Regions from separate parts of the Sus scrofa genome. Here region 2 is linked to region 1. The links are chromatin contacts, called in public Hi-C maps. All regions are on one chromosome and are shown on one strand. The core of a region is the stretch at or near the end of the contact, and the rest is flanking DNA. Distances in the headings are between cores, read along the strand shown.

What was found. A called contact is a pair of places that touch in the nucleus more often than the background predicts.
Region 2: a Hi-C map of omental adipose tissue shows a contact between it and region 1, with 1.7 times the contacts expected there. The contact joins the promoter of ITPA here to the enhancer-like site in region 1. A contact is called at or near these places in 1 of 5 promoter capture datasets (liver), 18 of 47 Hi-C or Micro-C datasets (alveolar macrophages, blood, embryonic fibroblasts and 8 more) and 1 of 2 datasets of contacts at active chromatin or transcription factors (skeletal muscle).

Annotation. Positions count from the first base shown.
Region 1 is chr17:32,378,792-32,382,587 of Sscrofa11.1, reverse strand. It overlaps C17H20orf194, which reads right to left. Exons shown (of 37, transcript XM_021078124.1): 20 at 3,679-3,766. Among named protein-coding and RNA genes, the nearest start is that of SLC4A11, 65 kb to the left of the region's middle. Within about 2 kb of position 1,782, at least 14 of the 83 cell types and tissues checked have an H3K27ac peak or open chromatin away from gene starts, as enhancers often do. A contact at or near this core is called in embryonic fibroblasts, mesenteric adipose tissue, omental adipose tissue and 1 more, where this site is marked.
Region 2 is chr17:32,473,318-32,477,263 of Sscrofa11.1, reverse strand. ITPA (inosine triphosphate pyrophosphatase) reads left to right here and starts at 2,437. Exons shown (of 9, transcript XM_021077577.1): 1 at 2,437-2,581. The coding sequence starts at 2,516.

The sequences.
Region 1 (3,796 bases), core at 533-3,032:
TAAGAATGTTCATGACAGTACTGCCTGCAACAGCAAAAAACCATAAACAATCCAAATGTCCATCAAGAGTGAAAAGGAGAGAACAGCACGTTTTCATACAAAGCAATCCTATGGCACCACAAAAAGGAATGAACTATAATGGCTACACCCAAGAATCTGGATGAAGCTTAGGACCAGAATATTGAGCAAAAAAAGCAAGTCCCAGAAGAACACAAATGATTCTATTTATATTAAATTCAAAACCAAGACATTGTTTAGGGATATAGGAATATGTGGTAAAGCTCTAAAGCAGGCTCCTGATGACTAGGTACTGGGCAGCCTGCCTGACCAAGGTCAGCAGGGTGATAAAGAGAAGGGCACATAAAGGAAATGAATGAAGGGGAAGCTGCATAACATAAAGGCTCGTGATAGCAGAGGTCACTAATTGGGGAAGAGAAAAGCTTCCAGAGTTGGAAACATTGCAAGGTAAGAAAGCACTATCCTTTTTATGTGTAGTAGTTTTCTAGGGCATCCTTGGACTAAAAATCAGAAGACTTGGACTACCTCCCAGATGTTACTGCTAACTTGCACTTTAACCTCAGACAAATTTTCCACCTTCTATGGGGCTCAAGATATGAAGATCAATCAAAATAACGCACACTGATGAGCTTTTTAAATGCCTTCAGAGGATGGGAACAGATAAATTTCAGTCTCAGAGGCAGAATACCTAGACATTTAAGCTTCAGGACCCCTGACCTGCCTAAGCCCTCTTCCAAGGTCCAGAGGAGAGACCTAACGATTTTGTATGAATTATTTTTCCTCAGGAGAGTGGAGAAATGCTTAACACACAGCCAGAGGATACTCCTATTTAAATTCTCCACTCCTACTGAATTTTCCCGCCTTAAAAGACCATCTTCTGGAGTTCTCATTGTGCCTCAGCAGGAACAAACCCAACTAGTATCCATGAGGATGTGGGTTTGATCCCTAGCCTTGTTCAGCGTGTTAAGGATCCAGCATTGCTGTGAGCTGTGGTGTAGGTCGTAGACGTGGCTTGGATCCTGCATTGCTGTGGCTGTGGTGTAGGCTCCAGCTGCAGCTCCAACTGAATCCCTAACCTGGGAACTTCCATATGCAGCAGGTATGGCTCTAAAAAAGAAACAAAACCAAACAAAAACAAAAAACCATCTCTCAATGCACACATTTTCCTCAGAAACTAAGAAAGTGCGAAATCTAAGCTCTAAAGTGTGTGACCAATAAGACTTCAGAAATCCCTGACTACATCCTTGATTCTTGCATAAAGACCTGAGGATACACTGAATCCTGCTGGATTAACTCAATACGGTATAAGATTATTTTTCTAACAAGGTACAAACTAATTTTGGCAAATATCCTTGCTAAATATTTTAATTGGCTCGACTGAGCCAGAGCACAACCACTTCTGTGTTGTGTCTACAAGGTGATTTTAAAACATTATGCAATTTTATCTCTTGGCGGGGAGTGTTGTCACACACTCCCATCATCAGCAAATGCCCCTAACTTCCTGGTCTTTTGCACCAGGTTCTGGAGAGGCAGAAAGGCAGGGGCCATAGCACAGGCATGATAACAAATGCTTTGACAAAGGCTACCCAGCATTTTGTGAATCAAAAAACCAGAATTCCTTATGCTTTGTCTTCTATGTCAACAGAGGAGCAGAAACAGAACCAGTGATCTGAACACATGGAGATGAATTTGCAACCAGATAGAATATTTTCAAGAAGAACAAATTCTCCAGAGAGGGAATTTGCTTAGTAGAGGTTAAGGAATTTGTGGAGTGAGTCACAACTCCTCCTCCACAAAAAAACATGATGTCTAACAGGGAAAGAACAGGACTCATAAGAAAATGTTATTTTGAGGAAGCCAAAAAGGAGCACAGAATGAATCCCCAGGAAATCCATGTAAGACCAACAAGGTTCTTGAGAATTTTATATCAGCAGAAACACTGCCAGCTTGGACTGAAAGGGACAGAAAGAATAGAAAAGGAAAGGAGACTACTGGACTCCCAAAATTCTAGAGGCAAGAAGTAGGCTGATAAAACTAATCAGCTACAAACAAAGAGCCACCTTCATGAAAAGGAAGGATGACCCAGAGGGCAGTCATGAGCCCAGAGGGTAACGCTAAGAGTTTAGAGGGTAGAACCAAGAGCCCAGGGACTTAAAACCTAATCTGGGAACTGGAGTTTGTCTTAGCTGAATTTCAAAGCTGCCCTGGCCTTGGGACTCTTTTATCTTTCACCCCCCAGACTTTTTGAATCTGAATGTCTGTAACTCTTATCCTATGCCAGTTCTACCTTGTATTTTGGGAGGGCTGGGACGGGTAACATGCCTCTAATTTCACAGGTCCCCAGGTGGAGAACTGTGTTCTGGAGCTGTCTTTAATGAATTATGCTTCCAGCACCTCACCTATAGCTGATTTAGATAATCTTGATGTAGATAATCTTGAGATTTTTGATTTCTGAGTTTGTGAGATTTAAGACTTAGACTTGTTACCATAATGGGATAAAGCTCTTAGCTAGGGTTGTTTATATCTTGCATGTAAAAAATGTGGGGGCCAGAGGGCAGACTGTGGTAGGCAGAAATTTAATTTTCTTTTTCTTTATAGGGCTACACTGGCGGTGGCTATGGAAGTTCCCAGGCTAGGGGTCGAATCAGAGCTGCAGCTGCTGGCCTACACCACATCCACAGCAACGTGGATCCAAGCCACATCTGTGACCTATGCCACAGCTTGCAGCAATGCTGGATCCTTAACCCACTGATTGAGGCCAGGGATCAAACCCACATCCTCATAGATACTAGTCAGGTGCTTAACCCCCTGAGCCAAAATGGGAACTCCAGTAGGCAGAAATTTAAGAAAGCCCATGACCTTCACCATTTTAGGTCACTCCTGTGTTCAGGTAATGTTACATGGCAAAAGGGAGATTACAGCGGGCCTCTTCTCATCAGCTGAGCCCTTTATAAGCAGAGTTTTCTCTGGCTGGTAGGAGAGGAGTTCAGAGAGATTAGAAGTGAGGGAGATTCAACCCAATGAAGTTCTTTGTTGCTGAGATGGAAAGGGTCACAGGGCGAGGACCTCTGGTGGGAGGAGCTAAAAGTGGCTCCAGATGACAGTCGGCAACAGAAGAGACCCCTTAGTCCTACAATCTGAAGCACTCTACACACAACCTGGATGAGCTCAGGAGCAAGTTCTTCCCCAGAGCCTCCAGGTATCAGTCTAGTCTGGCTGATGCCTTTACTTCAGTCTTATGAGAGCCCAAACATGAATCCAGTCAAGCCTGCCTGGACTTCTGACCCACCCAACTATGAGAAACTAAATGCATGTTGTTTTAAGCTACCAAATTTGTGGTAATTTGTTACACAGCAATAAAAAATGAATCCAGATTTTGTCTCAATCCATAGAATCTATTTCTGGAAATGCTGCTCTAGCCCATTCTGAGAGCAATTCTCAGGCAGCAACAAGAGAACCAGGTGCAGTTATGAGGCTAGTCCTTCCTGGCACAAGCTTCCTCATCTGGATGGATCAAAGGAGAAAAGCTGTAAGAAAACACTTCCACACCAACAAGTCTTTTCAAATATCAGATGTATCATTAATCACAACACCCATGTCAGTTATCTACAAAAGAGGGACCCAACCAGAATCAAAAATACAAAAGTCAGAGCTGCTCACCTTCCTCAGGCCAAGACTGTGGATTACTAGAAAAAAGATATGCTCCTTCTCCTCTAGTTAGAAAAGTGCCCAGGAAACACTCATCCCCCTTTAAAAAACAAACACAAAGAGCAGGTGA
Region 2 (3,946 bases), core at 1,188-3,687, 94 kb before region 1:
CTGTGGCATAAGCTGGCACCTGCAGTTCTGACTTGACCCTTAGCCTGGGAACTTCCATATGCTGTGGGTGTAGCTATAAAAAGAAAAGAAAATTTGTGCACAGCCTGTAGGGGGAGAAAGATGGCAGGGAGAGCAGTGAGACAGCTGCTGCCCTGGTCTGAGTCAGAACAAATCAGTGCTGGATTCATGACAGTAGCAGCACAGTGGTGAGAAGTGGACTGATTTCAGAGGTTGAATTGATAGGACCTGACAATCTCCTTTGAGGGCAAGAATTGTCCTTCTTTGCTTAGCTGGAATTTCTCCCACAATGAAGGAAGTGCAATTCCAAAGGGATTTTGTCATATTCCTTGCTAAAGGAGGTAAAAATTCACGTATTTTAATTTTAATATAATTTAATAAATGAATAATGTAACCCCCTTCCTATCTGTTCAGAGCAATGAAGAACCCACCTCTTTGTATGCTGGCTCATCAATTCAGCGAAGCAATCAATACGTTGTTTTGTTGTTGCCTAAGATTATTTGTCACTTGCAACAAGAATCCTGACTAGAAGTTCCCGTCGTGGTGCAGTGGTTAACGAATCCGACTAGGAACCATGAGGTTGCGGGTTCGATCCCTGGCCTCGCTCAGTAGGTTAAAGATCCGGCGTTGCCGTGAGCTGTGGTGTAGTTTGCAGATGAGGCTCGGATCCCACATTGCTGTGGCTCTGGCGTAGGCCAGTGGCTACAGCTCCAATTCGACCCCTAGCCTGGGAACCTCCATATGCCGCGGGATCGGCCCAAAGAAATAGCAAAAAGACAAAAAAAAAAAAAAAAAAAAAAAGAATTCTGAGTTTTCATCTATGTCCTCCCTCACCCAACAAGCTCTTGGGCTCCAAGACCTTCAGATTTACAGTGAAGTCTATCTAAAGTGAATACCCATTCGCAATACTCTCTGCTTAATTACTCTTTGTGGTCTCCCACAGCTTGCTGAGCGATGGATCTGCCTCCCCAAGCCAGATGGTTCTCCTAGCCTCCAGTGTTCCCAGGGTCATTGTGTTGACCATAATATATGGTACTTGTCTGTGGTACTCCGTATACATGGAGGTGCTATACTCTGTTCCCGGCAAGCTCCTCCTAGCCCAAGGCTGTAGCCGAAGCTTTCAACAGTCTGGAGGTCAGCTTTGCTGAGGGGAACCTCCTCTGCCCCTCCACCTTCCTGAGGATTAACTATGACTTCAGGAAGAAGGAAGACACATGATACAGAGGGAGGGCAACCACTCCTTGATCTAACCACTACTCCAAGGAACCTCCCAAATCACATAGTCGAAAGGGATCACGTGGTAGAATGGGAAACTTCAGGACCTGCCTTAGGACACAGTAATGCCTTTTGACCTTTGCAATACTTACACACTATTGTAAAGTCATCAAACAAAGGAATTTTTTTTTCTTTTTTTGGATATTAGCAGAGGACAAATTCTGGGGTCTAAAAAAAAAATTCATCGAGATTATCAGAGGTCTGTAACATTCACCAAAATAATTTATCCCTGACTTCCCATGATACTCCTGACAGGAGTTGCCTCAGCAGTAGAGCTGGCCCTGAATCTGCCCTTAATGTTAATCCTTGACTGCTGAAGTCCATGAAGGAAAGAGACGGCTGAATTGCCCAATGAGGGTGTTAGCAGTGGGTCAAGGCCTATGACACAGAGGGTCTAGGGGGGCACTCTCTACTCTTTGCTTTGTTAGGGATGAGAAGATCTGGCTGAGAAGGTGGCTACGGAGAAGGAACGATGACTTGAGGGCTGGAGGCATGAGATAATAAGGGAGATGAAATACTCAAGTCCCAAGTCTGGAAGATGGGTGAAGAGACCGGGCTAGCTTTAGGCTATGCCAAGTTTAAAATCACAATCAAGTAGATCAGAGATGGCAAGCAAGAAGGAGCTAAGGGAGCGGGGCTGAAGGTGAAGTCAGGATAAAGATCCGTGTTTGGGAGCCTTTGTCTAGAAGGAAACAGTTCTCAGAGACAGCTTTGGAAGTGTCCACGGTGAAGGGGAATCATCCAGAGCCCAGGCTTGCAGTTCATCACCGGCCTCGGGGTACGCACGAGGAGGTAATTTGTTTCTCCCAGAGAGGGGCGAAAGCAGGGATGGGGCAGGTGGCTGGAACAGTCTCTTCTCGCCTTGAGGAGAGCGTCCCTTGGCGGACGGGAGGGTCTGGTCTCGGCATACTCAACCTTCAGCGTCGGGAAGACCCCAGCAATTCCGATGCAAGGGGACCACGCCCCAGGTTGCTTATCCGGAAAACGGCGCTATGCTACCCGGGGTCTGAGCAAGAGCTCTGCGCTCCCAGCACTGCTTTCCCGACCCGGACGTTCCCAGACTGCCGCCGCAGCCACCCCTGAGACAGAAAGTAATCCCCACGGTGCTTTCCCGGGACCCCAGGCCGGAAACCGGGCCACCGCCTTCCGCCACCAGCCGGAAGTGCCTGCTACTCGGGGCAGAGGAGCTTCCGGTGAGTCCGCGAGGGAGCTGCGGCTCACCATGGCGAACTCTTTGGTCGGGAAGAAGATCGTGTTTGTCACGGGGAACGCAAAGAAACTAGAGGAGGTGCTGGGAGGGTGTGGGAAGCCTACAAGGAGGAGGCTGGGGGGTTGCGTGTGGCACGGCTGGCTGGGGAGAGGGCGGAGAAGGAGCTTCCAGGCGGAGCGAAGCGTGCGAGTGGAGGAGCGGAGGGGGAACAGAGAGAGTCGGACTCGGAGGGATAGGTTGGACCGGGAGGAATGGGTTGGGTTGGACCTGGAAGGGGATGGGCCGCGCGTAGTGGGACCGTCACGTGTGCTGGGTAGGGACGACCCGGGATTGGCCTTGCTAGAATCCGGGCTTGTGATCTCAGGGGCTTCAGGAGATCACCTGGCTTCAGGAGCCAGGTGGGGTCCTATTCCAAAAGCCACCTCTTAAGTTAGATTCCCAAACCGGAACCCCGATACCCCTCTGCAGCTGATCCAGACCCCGCTGCTGGCCTGGACTTGGCAGGGGCTGGACATGCCGTGGGGTCAGACATCCAAACGGAGCCATCCACCCTTCTCCACGGTCCAAAAATGTGGTCCTTAGCCTCTCCCAGCCTGTTTATTCATCTGTGAAATGGGAACGATGCGGGAGTTCCGCTTCACAGCGCAATGGAGAGGAGGAGTGAAGGACGCAATAGATCCAAAGTTCCTGTCTACAAGGCTAGACTTTGTGGCTAGCAGTGAGGATTCTGGGGGTTGATGGAACAGTTTTGGCTGCAAATAGTAGACACAGGGAGCTCATGTAAACCATCAGGTGACAACGTGGGAATTCAGAGGTATGCCGTCCACAGGACTTGAGGAATCTTAGGAGTCCCTCTGGAGGGGCTTATTTGTCCCAGTTCTCTCTGGATGCCCATCCTTTTTCCACTTGAGATCTTTCTGCATTTTTCCCTCCTGGTGAAGGAGGCAGTGAGGCTTCTGCCAGACATCAGCTCTTTATTTTTTAGGGCCACACCCACGGCATATGGAGGTTCCCAGGCTAGGGGTCTAATCGCAGCTGCAGCTGCTGGCCTACACCAGAGCCACAGCAACGCAGGATCTGAGCCACGTCTGCAACCTACACCACAGCTCACCACAATGCTGAATCCTTAACCCACTGAGCAAGGCCAGGGATCGAACCCGCAACCTCATGGTTCCTAGTCGGATTCGTTAACTACTGAGCCACGACGGGAACTCCCAGACATCAGCTCTGATTGGCCTTAATTGGGTCAAGTGTTTGACCCTGTTCAGACAGCCATGGCCAAGGAGGTGGGTCATGTGTGCGGAATCAAGATGACACCCACTGGGTATGTCTGAGGCAGACCAGCGGAGCACAATCATTAGGAGACCCTTAATTTTTCCACAGCATAGAGACTGATGGCACTTCTTTGTCATTATAAGGTGGCCTTCTCAGAAGCCAGAACCC